2 separate regions of the Rattus norvegicus genome follow, and region 1 is linked to region 2. A link is a contact called in public Hi-C data. All regions are on one chromosome and are shown on one strand. The core of a region is the stretch at or near the end of the contact, and the rest is flanking DNA. Distances in the headings are between cores, read along the strand shown. Region 1 has its middle 120 kb from the start of 1700020N01Rikl. Region 2 holds the start of 1700020N01Rikl (RIKEN cDNA 1700020N01 gene like).

Region 1 (4,749 bases), core at 1,702-4,201, 120 kb after region 2:
TCTTGAAAAGCTCTCTTCCTGCTATTCACTTCGCCAGCTCACTTACTGTATTTCATGATGGATTCAGGCTCCTCTCTGCCAACATCATTTTGCTAATGGATGAGGGTTTTTTTCTCTCTCTCTCCCTGAAAAGTGTTGGCTCTGAATCCTTCCTGTCTAAATACAAATACCAGGCAATTTAGTTGACCTAGGAGCCCCCATGTCTTATCAAAACTCTAATGATCAATTTTTTGAGGAAACATGAGAGTAAATACATGGATTGTTTCATCGCCCAGTCAGTCTCCCATTCATGCTTACCTTCCATGTTGTCCAACACAGCCATCAGCTAATGCGAGCCTTCTTTAGATTCTCTGCCCAGCTGACTCCACTTTCCTCAGCATGTCTAGGGAGGCTGCTCCCCATGCACTTATGGAGGGGAAATCCCTATCATCTTATAATAGCTACCTGTCTAGAAACAACAGGACCATTTCTCTTTACTTTGGATTTATTTCTAAAATAGTTTACTTTTTGAGAAATTTGTACGTGAGTCCTGCATTTATATTGCTTCCATTCCCCTCTCTCCCCTCCAACTGCTCCATATCTCCTTTCCATATCTACTCCCACACAAATGTATTATCCCATCTCTAATTATTGTTACATGTACATGTGTGCATATAAACACATATATGTATATGCATACGAACTACTGAGTCTACTTAGAGTTGCTTTCTCTGTATTATGAACTCTTGTAGTAGAGAGCTGTGATCTCTGTAATCACCTCTACAAAAAACAAAACAAAACATACACATTGATGAGAAGTGAGAGCTATACTTATCTGTGGGTATGAGGTTAGGTACTTAGCATACAGTTAGAGACTGTAAGGGCTCAGGGAAGTAGAAGTATGGTAGGTCGTAGGTTCTCCTCTAGGGTCTGTGATCTCACTAGACATGGAAACTTGGTTAGGTTTATACTAGCAGGCATGAATTCACTCCTACAAAGTGGGGCTGAAGTTCAGTTAGACAATTATAGATTGTCACCAAGATATAAATGCCATCCACTCCATCAGAGACATATTTCTACATCTATAGTTGTGCTTTGCAGTTTTATAGCTGGATAGAACTACTGATTGTTTTCTTCCTTGGCAGCTTGCATAGAACCTTCCAATATGGTGATAGCTAGTCCCTGTGTGGCAGGTTTTTAGGTCAATTCCAGCTCAATTCTTCCAAGTCGTTTGTCAATAGTATGAGGTGTCTTTAGCAATGGTACCTTACCTTTGATACCTATTAACAAACAGGAGCAATGGCAATAGCCTGTATTGTTCGTGGAATATCTTGGAATTTTTAAATCATTTCCTTCCTTTCCTGTTGTTTCTCCTTTCTTCCTTTGTCTTGTAACTTGTTTTTATAAATGTCTCTTTGTAATTACCTTGGAACGAAAAGGGAAAAGACACCGTGTACTGTGTGCGTTTAGAAAAAAGTTGACTGCACATCGAATATGCATTAGTATGGAAGTCCCATATCTATTGTGACAGATTACACATACGAATGGAATATCTTTTAAAACATGGTCATTCTTTTCACATGCGCACACAAATGTGCTCGAATCATATCCCTTATTATCCTTTTTATCCTCTTACCCTACCTGTGTGCATGTGTGCGTGTGTTTGTGAGTGCATGTATGCATTGTGTGTGCATGCATGTGCATATGGGCATGCATGTTTGCATGTATGTATGTGTGCCTGTGTGAGTGTATGCATGTATGCATTGTGCATGTGTGCATATGTGCATGCATGTGTGTGCTCATATGTGTTTGTGCCTACGTGTATGTGTGTGTGGTGGTGTATGTGTGAATGCCTATGTGCATGTGTGCATATGTGCTTGCATGTGAGGACAAATATGTGTGTGCATGTGTTTATGTGTGTGTGAGCACATGTGCATACATGCATGTGTTTATGTGTGTGCTCATGTGTGCATGTGTACCTATGTGCATGCCTCTGCCCCATTGCATTTAATGCCTACATGGTTATTACCAGTGGCTGCACTGTGGAGTAAAATGATTTCACCTTACCTAGAAACTATTAATTTTCTATGCTCCACAGGGAGGGGCTAGACTTCATCTATCTATGGTGGTGTGTGAATAGGCCCAACTTTGTGGTGGTCTTGAGTAGGTAGTCGCGGGTGCTATGAATTCGTTGGTGCAACAGCTATATCATATGCAGACATCTTATTTCATAACACACCTCCCCATCTTTCATCTCCTACACTCCTTCTGATCTCACTTCCATAATCTTCCTTGAGCCTTGGAGAAGGAAAGAAATGTCCTCCTCTGTTTAGAGCTGAGCACTGAGCAGCTATGGAGTGCTAATTCCAGAAATATGCATAACAACTATATATTTTTAAATGGAAGGTTTTATAGTATTTGAGTTTTTCTACCCAAGTTATTAATTGTGATCATTAGTGAAATAGTTCTAGTGTGGGTGTATGCAAGAATGTAGAATCCCACAAGGGGTAAGAAAATCTGAAGTGATTTGGAACCAAAAGCAGGTGCTAACATCTGCTCCCTACTTTCATATAAAGAAGCAGAAGTAAAAAATATTCTTAGACTTTCTGATTGGGTATCTCAAAGTACACCTGAATCAATTTGGAAAGAAGATAGATTTTGTAATTAAAATCTTGATAACTTAGTCTCCGAGAGCCAACTAAATGGAAATAAACGTTGTGCTTCCCTTATTCTTCACTTCTTTCTTTCTAAATGTCTTTCTAAATTTGAAAACTCTTGATATAGCAATGGCACTGCTGGAAGACTAATAGCATCGAGACTCTTGAAGATGGAGGAAGACCTACAGTCCTTAATGATGCTGACTCATTGAAAGCCAGACGCTCACTTAAAACATTTTGAAGGAATGTTGGAGAGATCTCTTGTGCAGCATACTCAAAGCTTAATGCTTAAACCCTCTCCGGTCCAGTGCCTTCGGGTCTGACCTGCCCTGAAGCATGTACTCAAGTCTCTACCCTTAATGGGTTGTTTGTCACACTGACTGTTTCTTAGCTTACCACTTCTTCAGAATTCAAGAGTTACTGCCAACCTTCTCACTTTCCACAAGATTAATCTAGCAGTATAGGCACCTGTTGTACTTTGCAAATGTTCAGTAATTATAATTGCACACTTAAAACTCCAAACCCAGGAGATATTAATCAAAACGGACTAAAGCAAAAGCAAAAATGTACAGTCATAATTAATCAATTTTAACTGTTCTCTATTCTGAAAATTAAAAGATTATGACTCAAACATATTAAAGTATTAGAATAAAAATAAATTATCATTTTATTAATTAAAGCTATTCTTTGACAATTCCATAGACATATATCATGCATTCCAATTACTCTCATGCTTTTTCCCTCACATTTCCCTCCTTCCTGCAAACTCCTTTCTTACATTTATGCCTTTTGTTTGGTTTTCTTTTATGACCCCCTGAGTTTAACCACACTATCTATGTGACCATGGATTGGAGTCATCCACTGGAACATGGTCCGCTCACTAGAAAGTATGCAACTGAAAACAATGACTCAGGCTGGAGAGATGGCTTAGTGGTTAAGAGCACTGGCTGCTCTTCCAGAGGTCCTGAGTTCAATTCCCAGCAACCACATGGTGGCTCACAACCATCTGTAAAGAGATCTGATGCCCTCTTCTGGTGTGTCTGAGAGACAACTACAGTGTACTCACATACAGAGTAAATAAATAAAACTTAAAAAGTACAGACAAACAACAACAACAACAACAAAACCAATGACTCCCTGTGTCCTGGGGCCTATCAGTAACCAGTATTTCAGCAGAAAGAGATAGGACTCCATGAGCCCCTCCGTATCCATGAGATACAGTTGACTGGGCCAGTCTTGTATAGGGCCATTTTATGTAAAACTAGCTATTATGAGCTCATGATTGTGAGTCCATGGTTTCAATGGCTGTGTCCTTCCTAGAAGCTGGCAACTCAAGCCCCTCCCTACCTCACAGCATTTACATTTCTTCTGCCTCCTCTTCTAAAGTATTAATTGGGGCTAAATATCTTATTTAGGGCTGAGCATTCAACAGTCCCTTATTCTTGGCGTCTTGAGGGAAAAGATAAAAATTATCTTTGATGAAGGTTGTTTCTAATTCCAGTGACTTTGCATAAGCTATCTAACAGTCTTGTAACAATCCTGCAAAGCAGGCATTATTTTCCTCAATCCACTGGTAATGAAACTGGGACCAGAGAAGTTCCTCCAATTAGTATCTACTACCTGCATATCTAAGCATTATACTTTACATAGAAAACAAGACTCAAATCCAGGAACATCCATCCATTCTCATCCTGGAACCCTGAAAATAATCATGAAATATCGGTCCTAAAAATAACTGAAGAGTGCCATTATGGAAACCAATGATCAATATTTTCTCTTTAGCAAAAGTAATGTAGTTAAATATACATTATTGACTATGCTTACTCAAAAGGAGAAATTGTCCAAGATCAGTAATTCTAAGCTTGGCATATCATCAAAATTTTCTGGAGAGCACTTAAAAAATATTCCATAGGCCTCATTCCAAGCACACTGAGTCAGAGTCTCTGTGAATGGTTATAGATTTCTATAGATACAACCTCTCAAGGCAGTTTCAAATCTCATCCAATTAGGGAACAAAAAAGCAATGTGATCATTTGGAAATACCATGAATTTTAGGTTTTCCAAATTCAGCAGCATGCTTTGCTTCATGTCAACCTAATCTATACCTGATGGA
Region 2 (4,394 bases), core at 1,411-3,910:
CAATCCCCTTCACTGGGATAAACTTGGGAGAGGTTTTTGAGAAACCAACAGCCAGCAGTTAGGTCACAAAATTGGTTCTACCAAACCCCTTAGGCAGCAGTGTCAATTAGGCCAAATTAGATGTTGGACTATTGTCTGCCATATTACTGTTCTAGCTAAGATTAACTTTGAGTTCCCCATGAAAGGGGACCCTTCCTGAACGGTAGTAAAGGTCAACTCTTTTCCTAAGTCACTCTCATGTACTGAAAAGAACAGTACAAAGGTTTAGGTAGGACACAAATAATTACATTAAGTCACTGCATCAACAGGTCAATCAAGGCCAGAAATTCCAAGGGTAGATGATTTGGAGCCTGAAGGAATCCATTCCAGCAGTCACACACAGTCAAGAAACCTTGACAGTGAAAAACCTTTAGACACTTGCAGCTCAAAGGTTTCTTTTAGAAGCTATGTCATGTATTCACTAAAGAAATCAGGAGGAGGGAGTGAGGACTTCCAGCAAACTCAGACCCCTCAGTTCCTTCCCAGGAATCAGGAGGAAGTGTAGAGTCTACCTTTCCTGGGTATTTTGGAGGGGCTGAGGTAAACTGCAGAACTGAATGCAGGTAGAAGTCAGTTTCTGAAAAAACAAAACAAACAAAAACCCAAACAAACAAACAAAAACAAACAAACAAAAAAACAAAAGAGAGTTAAGTAGTGACAGATGACCCATACCCTGGGGACCAGAGTCCTCCTGAAAGCATTCTGCATGCACATGACTCAAGTAGGACACTTCTCCTCAGCAGACAACCAAGATACAGAGTTCAACTTCTAATCACCAGCTTCAACAGGAAAGTTATTACTACTAGTAACTACTTTGTGATTAATGAGATGTCAAACAAAGCAAGCATTTTCCAACTCTAAATCTCTCTCTCTTGCACTGTGAAATCTCTGGTATTAAATGGGCTTGAAAGATTCAACTCAAAGGTCATTAAGGTCACTAAAAGTCCTATACTTTCAAGGTATTTACTCCAGGTGAACTTTCACATGCTAAGCACACTGAATCTTCTCTAGAGTATTTGACATTTGTCAAGTACTTAAGGCATTACTGTTACGTGAAATCTGTTATTAGGGAAGTGACCACCGAAGTATTTTTCAGTCACCCAATTGAAAATTCACCCATTTGGCCTTTCTTGTGTTGAGTGAGGTAGGACGGACTGATGGAGGTTTTTATTCTGTCGTCAGTTTCCTAGTGTTATAAAAACGAGTTGATCCCCCAAATTCATCACTTAAACACATTCCGGTGGTGTGGCTTTTTCTCATATTCAACAATGGATGTTTTAGAGATTAAACTTTTACTAGAACTCTTGCATATTTGAGACCTTTTTCCACTGTGAAGTTACAGGAGTCTGGCAGGTAATGTATTTGCAACAGAAGGTTTTCCTATACCCATCACATTTAGAAGACCTTGATCCTGTGTGAAATTTCAGGTTTAGAAGCCTGGAGGTGTGCTAAATAATTTCATTTACACACACACACACACACACACACACACACACACACACAAACACTCTCTCACACACTAACACTTACCTACACACACACACTCTCACACACTAACACTTACCTACACACACACACACACACACTCTCTCACACACTAACACCTACACACACACACACAGACACACACACACAAACACTCTCTCTTACACACACACACAGGCTTTTCTTTGCTGTGAAACTGCTCATACTAAACAAATTCATTTTTGTGATTGAAAATTATTCTACATTTGTCCAGTGTAAAAGGTCTCTTGAACTTTTGGGTGGTTACATTATAGTGGACAAGCACGGAGCTGACTGAGCCCTTCTGGAACTTCTCTGATATGTGGGACTACAGCTCTCCACAAATGAAGGCTGGTCTTTTTCCCCTTCCAAATGTTGTCTTATGAGTCTACTGCCAACTTAACAAGCATCTCCTACCTATTAGACATTTTACATGGTCATTGCCCAGCAGGTTCTCCAGGCTAGATAACTGGTTAATTTTTTTTTTTTAAATTTTCTAACAATGTTACGGAGGTAAGCTCCAGGAGTGTGGAGGATCTGTTGAAGATGCTCAGCTCACACCCTTTATCCTCCACGCCCACCACAGGAGCAAGCTTAGATCTCCACCACCACGCCCTTGACCAAAGCTTTGGTTAATCAGGAATCCCTATTGGCATCTGTCACTGGGGTACCTGGGAAGGATTTGGAAATCGGAAGTCCCAGGGACAGCACAAGCGAGAAGTTCTCCAGCATCACGTTGTGGTACAGGAGCTTCTGGGCGTCATCAAGGAGACCCCACTCTTCTGCAGTGAAGCGCAGGCACACATCCTCCAGGCTCACATAGCTCTCGCCTTGGTTCACAGGTGCTTCTGCCATTGGGTCTGTGCATACGTGGAGGCCTAGCCGCTCAATGGGTTCTCGACCTCAGCTGGAAGAGATAAGCACAGATGACACACCGGGTATCCATGACACTACATCTCAGGAGGACACACTGAACACCACCGAGGGACACGGAGGACTCACCTGGGAGGCCACCTGTGTCGGGTCACACAGCCACACGCTGCAGAGGCCACCCACCTTAGCCCCCACTTCCAGAACCCTCACCAAAACCCTCGCTTTAACGGACATTCTGTGGTGACGTCACCGGAAATCCCACCCTACCCCTGCCATAGCGTGCTGCAAACCCCGGAGCAGCAGCGGTCCTTGCATGAGGCTTCAGGGAAGAACCACTGGAGACATTACAAAACCCATAGGTCTCAGCCTCAGTTCTAGGTGGGTCCATTCTAATTGTTGGTTATCTGAGACAGTTGATATGTATAATCATACTTAATCTGCAAGCAATGTGTCATACATTGCAAATATCAGAAACTATCCACTTTTTTAGAAAACGTATTGCAGTGTCTCGAACTTTTAGGATACTGTTCATTAATATGGAGAATACGAGAGTTTTCTGTTTTTTTATTTCTTCCTTTCATTGACCTTATAGGTTAATGTGGAATTTCCATACACACAGGGACATATTAAAACTCCGGCCTTATTCTACTTACTATAGGTATCTGTTATGCTTATGAAAATTACATTCGGGAAGATTTATCACTTCTAAGAAAGGACTCACTTGGTAGCCCAAACTCACCTCCGACTTACTGCAATTCTCCTGCGTCAGCCTCCTAAGTGCAGATTAATGGTGTGAGCTGTTCACACTGTAATACCCAGTTCATGGGACCCCCAGGGTCCCCAAATCCAATGCAAATATATGCGTCTTTATTTAAGCTCAAGCTTGGGCTACAAACCTTCCTGATGGAACAGGAAAGAGAGTGACCCCTCCAGGCCTAGGTGAAAGGGGTTTATAAAGGAAAAAAAAAACCGTAAGTGGGGGTTTTTAAGCCTTGACATTACATGAAAGGGTAAAGGAATGTTAGTCTCTTTTTCAGAGCCCAAGGGTGGGGGCCATATCACTTCAAGGACAGCAACGGTAGCTTTCTAGACAGTAGCTTTCTCCAAGGACAGTAACTTAAAATAGAGTTTGGAGGACAAACTGTTTTGTTGTTTTGGGTTTTTTGTTTGTTTTTGTTTTTTGCCTCTTTATTGACCATGTCTTTTAAAGGGCAAGTTAACTCAGAATGGAGTCTTAAGAAGAAAATGGAGTATATTCTGCTACCTCAGTCCCTTCAACACGAGGCTGGCTTTTAAAATGATAATTAGTTGCCCGATACTACTGAGCAGTTTGTTGACACCAATTTGGATAATCTTATTTTTCTCACTTAAGGCATTATTTTAGATAAATCTTTAGAATAATGGGTCTCATTGGCGGTTTCGTTCCTGTATATGTTGTGATATATTTTAAACATATCCTTCCATTACTATCTTTTGTCCCTGTAATAGTGTTCTATTGCTGTGAAGAGACACCGCGACCACAGAAACTCTTACAAAAGAAAGCATTTAATTAGAGCTTGCTTGCAGTTTCAGCGGTTTAGGCCATTGTTTTCATGGCTGGGAACGTGACAATACCCAGGCTAACACGGTGCTGGAATAGTAGCTGAGAGCTCTGCATCCTGATTTGCAGGGACAGCAGGGACAGTAGACCATTGGACTGGCTTGGGCTTTTGAAACCCCAAAAGCCCAGCCCTAGTAACACACTTCCTCCAACAAGGCCCCACCTATTTCAACAAGGCCACACCTCCTAATCCCTGCCAAGTACCAGCATTCCCTGATGATCAAGCATTCAACTATACAAGCCTGTGGGGACTATTCTCCGTATTCAAACCAACCACCAAGATCCCCTACAATTGTGGTTCCTTTCCTCTTCCCAAATAGTCTCCCTTCTACTGCCATTACCACCACCACCACCACCACTATTGTTATCATCATCATCA

What was found. Hi-C and Micro-C count contacts between places; a contact is called where the count stands out from the background.
Region 1: a contact with region 2 is called in a Hi-C map of kidney, with 4 times the contacts expected there. The contact joins the enhancer-like site here to the promoter of 1700020N01Rikl in region 2. A contact is called at or near these places in 10 of 12 Hi-C or Micro-C datasets (the A7r5 cell line, the Rat2 cell line, Schwann cells and 6 more) and 1 of 1 datasets of contacts at active chromatin or transcription factors (oligodendrocytes).

What each region holds. Positions count from the first base shown.
Region 1 is chr1:25,329,355-25,334,103 of GRCr8, forward strand. No RefSeq gene overlaps it. Among named protein-coding and RNA genes, the nearest start is that of 1700020N01Rikl, 120 kb to the left of the region's middle. Within about 2 kb of position 2,952, at least 2 of the 93 cell types and tissues checked have an H3K27ac peak or open chromatin away from gene starts, as enhancers often do. A contact at or near this core is called in kidney, where this site is marked.
Region 2 is chr1:25,211,794-25,216,187 of GRCr8, forward strand. 1700020N01Rikl (RIKEN cDNA 1700020N01 gene like) reads right to left here and starts at 2,661. Exons shown (of 8, transcript XR_010062835.1): 1 at 2,545-2,661; 2 at 2,214-2,449.